Regions from separate parts of the Mus musculus genome. Here region 1 is linked to region 2. The links are chromatin contacts, called in public Hi-C maps. All regions are on one chromosome and are shown on one strand. The core of a region is the stretch at or near the end of the contact, and the rest is flanking DNA. Distances in the headings are between cores, read along the strand shown.

The links. Hi-C and Micro-C count contacts between places; a contact is called where the count stands out from the background.
Region 1: a Hi-C map of bone marrow-derived macrophages shows a contact between it and region 2, with 35 read pairs. The contact joins two enhancer-like sites. A contact is called at or near these places in 2 of 39 promoter capture datasets (frontonasal cranial neural crest and hematopoietic stem and progenitor cells), 1 of 484 Hi-C or Micro-C datasets (bone marrow-derived macrophages) and 2 of 115 datasets of contacts at active chromatin or transcription factors (embryonic basal ganglia and stem cell-derived neural progenitor cells).

Annotation. Positions count from the first base shown.
Region 1 is chr10:83,220,367-83,224,022 of GRCm38.p6, reverse strand. No RefSeq gene overlaps it. Among named protein-coding and RNA genes, the nearest start is that of Slc41a2, 120 kb to the left of the region's middle. Within about 2 kb of position 2,267, at least 7 of the 459 cell types and tissues checked have an H3K27ac peak or open chromatin away from gene starts, as enhancers often do. A contact at or near this core is called in bone marrow-derived macrophages, where this site is marked.
Region 2 is chr10:82,957,384-82,961,274 of GRCm38.p6, reverse strand. No RefSeq gene overlaps it. Among named protein-coding and RNA genes, the nearest start is that of Gm33781, 25 kb to the right of the region's middle. Within about 2 kb of position 2,589, at least 78 of the 459 cell types and tissues checked have an H3K27ac peak or open chromatin away from gene starts, as enhancers often do. A contact at or near this core is called in bone marrow-derived macrophages, where this site is marked.

The sequences.
Region 1 (3,656 bases), core at 1,018-3,517, 260 kb before region 2:
ATCATAACACACAACAGGAGGTGGTTTCACATTGGCCATTAGTCAAGTGTCCCATGTGGTACAGGTTGACAGTGTGGATCCTGCCACACTGGAATCAAACAGTTAACTGTGTGCATGGCTGATGGAGGAGGCCAGGGTTCTCACTGCTGAGGTGGGAGGTTACAGAAAGACAGAGAGGCTGGAGTGACCCAATGGAGTAGAGAAAGGAACTGTGATGTCCAGGAAGCAGGCATGGGAATGACTTGTCACTTTCATCCAAGGCCCAATTTAACTGCAAGGAATGCTGGGGAGCATGGTCTTTCTGTCTGCCCAAGAAGAAGGAAAGGAGGCAAAACTTGACTGACCTGAACCATTTATCTTCACTCAAGACATTTGACTTGATGTTCAAGAATGCTGTGGTCTAGAAGGCTGAACGGCTTGAGAGACTTCAGGAAACTCAAAGCCATATAGCTGAGAGACTCAGCAAGAGTTGCTGTTCCTAGCTACTCATAGTGGAAAATCTAAGTGAGTCACTGCCATGATAGCAGTGACCTCTTCCAGCACCAGGTCCTGAGGGACCCTAAAGACTTTTTCCAGTCCTACAGCCTCCTTACAGCTTCCCCTCCTGTCTGGGGTCAAGACTAGGTCAAGTTCCATTCTCCACCCACAGGAACATTCTTTAGTAAAATATTCTCACCCCCCCCCCAAAAAAAACCCAAAAAACAAAAAATCCCACAGTATGTACTGATTGGTAGTCAACTAACCCTCTAAAAAGTTCCAGGTAGATTTCAAATGTGTGTCATGCTTGCTAGCCAATAGATTTAAAGCTCGATATGCTTAGCCAATAAGTTTGAACTGTAACCTCGCTGATGTAACATGTGCCCATAAAAAATATGTAAACTGCTTATAATAGCCATCTGAGGTTGCTTTCTAGTCACTCACCTAGAGGGACTGACTGAGGGTTGACCCCAACTCTCCAGAAAATGAACCTCTTGCTTTTTCATTGATCTGTGCATCTCAGTGTCTCACTCGGGGGCATCTTGAAGTAAGTACCACTGACCTAGGGTCGGGGGTCTTACAGTCCACTACCAAAATGTAAAGAAAGAGGGGCACACACCAGGTCAGTGTGCATGCCACATGTTAGTGTTCTGTTGCTGTGAAATGACCCAGAGACCAAGACAATGCAAAAAGAAAGCATTTAATTGGGGGATTTCCTTACAATTTCAGAGGGTGAGTTTATGACCATCATGATGGGGAGTGTGGTGGTGGCAGACAGACAGACAGACAGACAGGCAGGCAGGCAGGCATGGTGCTGGAGCAGTAGCTTACATCTTATCCACAAGTTGGAGGTTGGAGAGAGAGAGAGAGAGAGAGAGAGAGAGAGAGAGAGAGAGAGAGAGAGAAGAGGGGAGGGGAGGGGGGAGGGGAGGTGAGGGGAGCCTGGCGAAGGCTTTTGAAACCTAAAATCTCACCCCCAGTGATATACCTCTCCTAACAAAGCCATACCTCCCGATCCTTCTAAAAACAGTTCCATCAAGTAGGGACAAAGCATTAAATATAAGAGCCTATAAAGGGGAGGGGAACACCACACAATTCTCATGCAGTCCATCATGTCAAAGGAAGGTGACCGCCATTGTATGACTTGCTCAGAGCAAATGAGCAACCACTTTTGCCCTATACATCATGATTTTCTCATCCAAGCATCTTCAGTAGGAAAAGAAGCAAAATGAAGTCACATGACATATGTGATGCTATCCCTGGCTGCCATCTTGACTACATCTGGAATGAACTACAATTCAGAAATGGAGGGCACACCTGTGGTCCAGATCTCGAGACTTTTGACCCAGATCTTGACATGGAGAGCCTGAGGCATAGTGACCATGACATGCTTAAACCCAGGCAAGGTAGAACACACCTTTAATCCTAGGAGATTGAGGCAAGCAGATCTCTGAGTTCAAGATCAGCAAGTTCCAAATCCAGGCGTGGTGGTACACACCTATATTGTGAGCCACACCTTCTGCTAGAGGCCTACATAAGGACATTGAAAGAAGGAAGACTCCCTCTTCTTCACCTGTTTGCACTTACCTGCCAGCACATCTGTTGGAACTTACTTCTTCAGGATTCCAGCTTATACAGAAGACCAGCTGAAACAACTAGACTCCTGGACTGAGCAACTACTAGATTCTTGGACTTCCCATTCACATCTGCCCATTGTTGGGTTAGTTGGACTACAGACTGTAAGTCATTACAATAAATTTCCTCAATATAGGGAGAGATTGCATAAGTTCTGTGATTCTAGAGAACCCTGACTGATACAACGTAGAAAGACATTAAAGCCTAAAAGTAGCTGTGAACACATGATCAGAGAGAGGGAAGGAAAGAGGAAGAGCGGGAAGGACATTATACACAGCAAATATGTAGAAAGTATTTCCTCAAACAAAGACTGCTTTCCAAATGTTAAATCTCTTTTCGCTTGTTTAACAAATAAGTTATCCTTCCAAATCCTTTCTATTCAAATAAAAATGACAATGTCTACAGAGAAATCCTGGAGCCTGGTCCAACCCTTCCCAGGGGGTGGAAAGTTCGTCTGAACTTTACTGCAGATAACTTGTAATTTCCCAGCAACTAGGGGTTCAGGAGAGCCCCATTTAGTTCAGCCTACATGAGGGAAATTTTGAAACTAGTCTTTAAAAGCTTCTAGAAGGTTTTCTTTTGCTTTGGGACAAAGGTCTCCACTCACCTGGCATCACATCCCTCAGTGAACTGACAGATGAAGCTGGATTCCAGAATCCTAATGTTACCATCTCACATGCAGCCACGTATGTGTACATACAGGTGGGGTCATCCAATCCAGACTTATGAAATGATCTGCACACACACAGGCACATCCAACCTTTTGCTACTCCAACATGATATCATCCGCAAGCCATGCAATCTAACTACAAAAAAAACCACAAAATCTTGTGTTTAGGGAAGCCTTAGAGTGTTGTGTAAACCAGCATCCATTGCTCTCCTCGGCCACACACAGCCCATGGGCCTCAGTGGGGGTGGGGGTGGGGCACACATCTGCCTGGACAGCACAGAAAACTCCAGAAGGTAATTTGAGCTAAGAACTGTCTATGGCTTGCCACAGAGTTTCTCTTTTATTTAACTTCATTTATTTGTCTTATGTTTACAAGTGTCTTTTTTTTTTTTTTTTTTGTCTGCAGATCTGACCATGTGTGTGCCTGGTGCCTACAGAGGCCAGAGGAAGGCACTGAATTCCCTGGGACTGGAGTTACAGATGGTTGGGAGCCCTTATGTGAGTTCTGGGAATTGAACCCTGGTCCTCTGAAAGAGCAGCCAGTGCTCTTGAGCCATCTCCCTAGAGACATAGTTCCTCTTGTAATGAAACCCTTGGATATGGAGTCTGTTCCTGTAGTTATAGACAAATATTCACAGTAGAGTCATTACAAAGTATCTGAAAATGGTATTTAGCTTCTCTGGGCACTTAAGGGTTTCTACTAATAGCAATTCAAAACTCAAATAGAACTGAATGGGAAATGCCTGTTTGTGGGGAGAACAGCTTGTGGTCGGTGGCTAATTGGATCTGGCACACTCTTGTGAGTTGCTATGGCTTTGTATTAAGGAGACAGGTGTTATTGGGCATCAGTGCAACCACTATGGACCATACGGGA
Region 2 (3,891 bases), core at 1,340-3,839:
GATAAAACCCTAAGACACCAGGCCAGCATAGTTCTGGAGTCTTGTGCCCCCAACCCTTAAAGGCTGAGCTTCAAGGAGCTGTTTATTCATCTAGGAAATCCACATCTCTTTCACTTGTGGGGAAAATAAAGCTAACGATCTTTGTTGTTGTTGTTGTTTTTATCGTGTCTTGTTTTTTTGAAACAGGGGTTTCTCTGTGTATCCCTAGCTGTCCTAGAACTAGCTCTATAAACCAGACTGGCCTCAAAATTGAACTCAGAGATCCTTCTGCCTCTGCCTGGAGTGCTGGGATTAAAGGCATTGGCCACTGCCACTGATGCCACTGCCACCCAGCTGAGGATCCTTTTGTATTCCAACCTCCCTGTGAATCTGATGTTCTACAGGGTTCCCGAGACATGTGAGTCAGAAAGACAGGCGGATCACCACCATCTTTGTAGTTACCTTAATTATTGCTCTGATTCTACTTTATTATTATTTTTTTTTTTAATTATTACTCTGACTCTACCAAACCCACCTATTCGGCCCTTCTTATTGCACACCCCACCCCACCCCCACCCCGCTGCCGCCCATGCCCATGAAAATTCCCCTTTCTCCACAACCCAGACAGGTGTTAGAACAACACCGTTTGTGCCAAACGATGCAGGGGTAACAGGGAATTCTGGATTCTTCAAGACCTGGTTGTAATCCCACAACAGAATCTTTGAAGAGTTACTTTATTTACATTGCTTTATTTTATTTTATTTTGGCTCCCTGGGTTGTCAGCTTTAGAAACTTCAGCCACAGTGAATTAAGAAACAGAAACAGTTCCGTCAGTGAAGCATGGGGACTAGAGTATTGAGTCTCAGTACCCACACATGAAATGAGGACTAGAGTATTGAGTCTCAGTACCCACACATGAAATGAGGACTAGAGTATTGAGTCTCAGTACCCACACATGAAATGGGGACTAGAGTATTGAGTCTCAGTACCCACACATGAAATGGGGACTAGAGTATTGAGTCTCAGTACCCACACATGAAATGGGGACTAGAGTATTGAGTCTCAGTACCCACACATGAAATGAGGACTAGAGTATTGAGTCTCAGTACCCACACATGAAATGGGGACTAGAGTATTGAGTCTCAGTACCCACACATGAAATGAGGACTAGAGTATTGAGTCTCAGTACCCACACATGAAATGGGGACTAGAGTATTGAGTCTCAGTACCCACACATGAAACATGCAGATGAAAATACCAGGGGCAGGGGGAGATGCAAAACAACTGGGACAGGTGTAGTCTTTTCTTAGGTTAAGTTTGAGACAGAGGCTTCATATGCAGTCAGTCTGCCCTCAAAACTCTCAGTTCTCCTGCACCGGCCTCTGAGAGCTGGGATTACAGATGTTACCACTCTGCCTGAATGTATGACCATGTCTTGTTTAAGGTTTTGAGATCAAGGAGTCTGGAGGGCAGGATGGAAGCTCGTCACACCAGGCTTCCACCTTAGAACGGAAGCTTCCACTGTAGCTGCATTGTGCAGATATGGTGTTATGGGGGGTTTTACAGAAGGAGACCCTTCTTGTGCAGCTGGGCTCCCAGCTCTCTTCTCCAGTGTCCTCCATATTTGTCTCTTTCCAGAGCTTCCCTGACCTTATCTTTCCTAGTCAGCCAGTGGTCTGCTTACAGCATCCTTGACCTTGGGAGTTCTATTGCTGTCAGAGGGCCATTGAAACAGTGCCACAAGCCACATGACTTAAAGCAACAGAGATTCCAAGGCTGGATCCCAAAACCAAGGCTGTTGGCAGGACTGGTTCCTTCTGGAGGATCCAAGTGGGGCAAGGACTGATGCATGCTCTTCTCCCAGATTTTGAGCTCCTGGCCATGCTGGACTTTGCTTGGTTGCATCCCTCCATCTGCTTCCATGGTCATGTGACCTTCTTCATGTCTGCTGCTGTGTCCTCAGCCATACTGTCAAATACATGGTGCTCAGTGGACCCACCCCAACCCCAACTGACATCGCTGTAATTAATATGAGCAAAGACTTTATTCTCTCTCTGTGTGTCTGTCTGTCTCTGTCTCTGTGTCTGTGTGTGTCTGTCTGTCTGTCTCTCTCTCTCCCTCCCTCTCTTTAGTTTTTTAAGACAGGGTTTCTCTATGTAGCCTCTCCTGGAACTCAGAGAGATCCACCTGCCTCTGCCTCCCAAGTGCTGGGATTAAAGGTATGCTCCACCACTGATCTCATTTTCAATTAAAATTAGACTCTGTGGTCCCAGGTGGGCATGAATTTGAAGGGACATGATAATCTATGATGTTACCAGAGTTGTTAGGGTCAGAGCCTGGCCCTGGTAACCCTGCCAAGTCTGGTTCGGACAATAGCCAATTCAACAAACACGAAAATAGCAAGATGTCAAAGAAAAGAGATTTACTCAATGTGGCCTCACTGGGAAAAGGTCTCCAGTCCTAGCTCTATCTTCTGGGTCCTAACATAAGGTCAGGGTTTAAATAGAGGGCAAAAGACAGGAATAACTAAGTAGTCAAATTGCCACACACCCTAGTACATTCACAGTCTGGGCTCTAATCTCTCCTGCAAGGCAGCCTAATGAGTCAGAACTGTGTGGTCCCTTTTGAGAGAAAAGTTCTCCCTCTGCCTGGCAAAGGACCCAGCCTATTCCTTTTCCCAGAAAGAGTTTCTGGGGGAAAATTCTACTTCCTGTTTCAATACTCTGATCGCAAAGGGAGGGGTATGGTGCCTCTTTCAAACAGCTTCATTTCTGTCTCCGTGGTTGCCAAGACAGTGAGAAGTCTGACGTCACAGGCCTGAGAGGATGACCAGCAGGGTCAGGCAAGAGTGTAGCAAGTGACCTAGGTCATTCAGGCAGCTTGGCTTCAACAACAAGCAGTGCCAGAGAAGACACTGACCAATGCTGTGTGCAGCAGGCAGCAAACCCGTGTGCTACGTAAGAAGAAATGGGGAAGAAGGACTCTTTGAGGTTCCTTCCAAGCCCACAGCTCTCAGGTGGCCCCTAGGTCCTAGGAGGAGCTGAGAGTTCTACATCTTGATACACAGGCAGCAAAGCAAGATTGAAAACCAGCTGGGCAAGCCTCAAGCTTTGAATCTCCACGTCTGACGTCAAAACTCTTCAGATCACCAACTGTTTTCTGCTTTGTTGATGACAACAGGCTTCTTCCTCATGGGCTGGCTCTACTCCCTGTTAGCAGCTCTCTTTGGCAGACATCCCACAGATCTGACATCTCCAGCATCTTAGGGTCTCCAAGGAAACCCAGGCTTCACCTTCACAGCTTCACAAAGTGACCTTTCCGGGCCTCCATTGCAGAGCCACCCCTGCTACATGCCTGGCCTCTGACTTTCCTTAGTTATGGAGGGAGGACTTCATAGCCCTTTTCTTCTATCCTTGACTCGAAAGCTAGAACCACATGGCCGAAGCTGCCAGGTTCTGTTGCTTGTTGGGGCTGGAACATGGCCCTCTGTATTAGTCAGGGTTCTCTAGAGTCACAGAACTTACGGATAGTCTCTATATAGTAAAAGAATTTATTGATGACTTACAGTCGGCAGCCCAATTGAACCATTGTTGGGTTGGTTCAATCGCAGCTGTGAATGGAAGTCCAAGGATCTAGCAGTTACTCAGTCTCACACAGCAAGCAGGCGAAGGAGCAAGAGCTAGAGCTAGACTCCCTTCTTCCAATGTCCTTATTTTGTCTCCAGCAGAAGGTGTAGCCCAGATTAAAGGTGTGTTCCTTGAACTCGGAGATTTAATCTTCTGGAATCCATAGACACTAAGGCTCAAGATCTCCATACCAAGATCCAGATCAGAAACTTCTATCTCCAAGCCTCCAGATAAGGGTCACTGGTGAGCCTTCCAATTCTGGATTGTATTTCATTCCAGATATGGT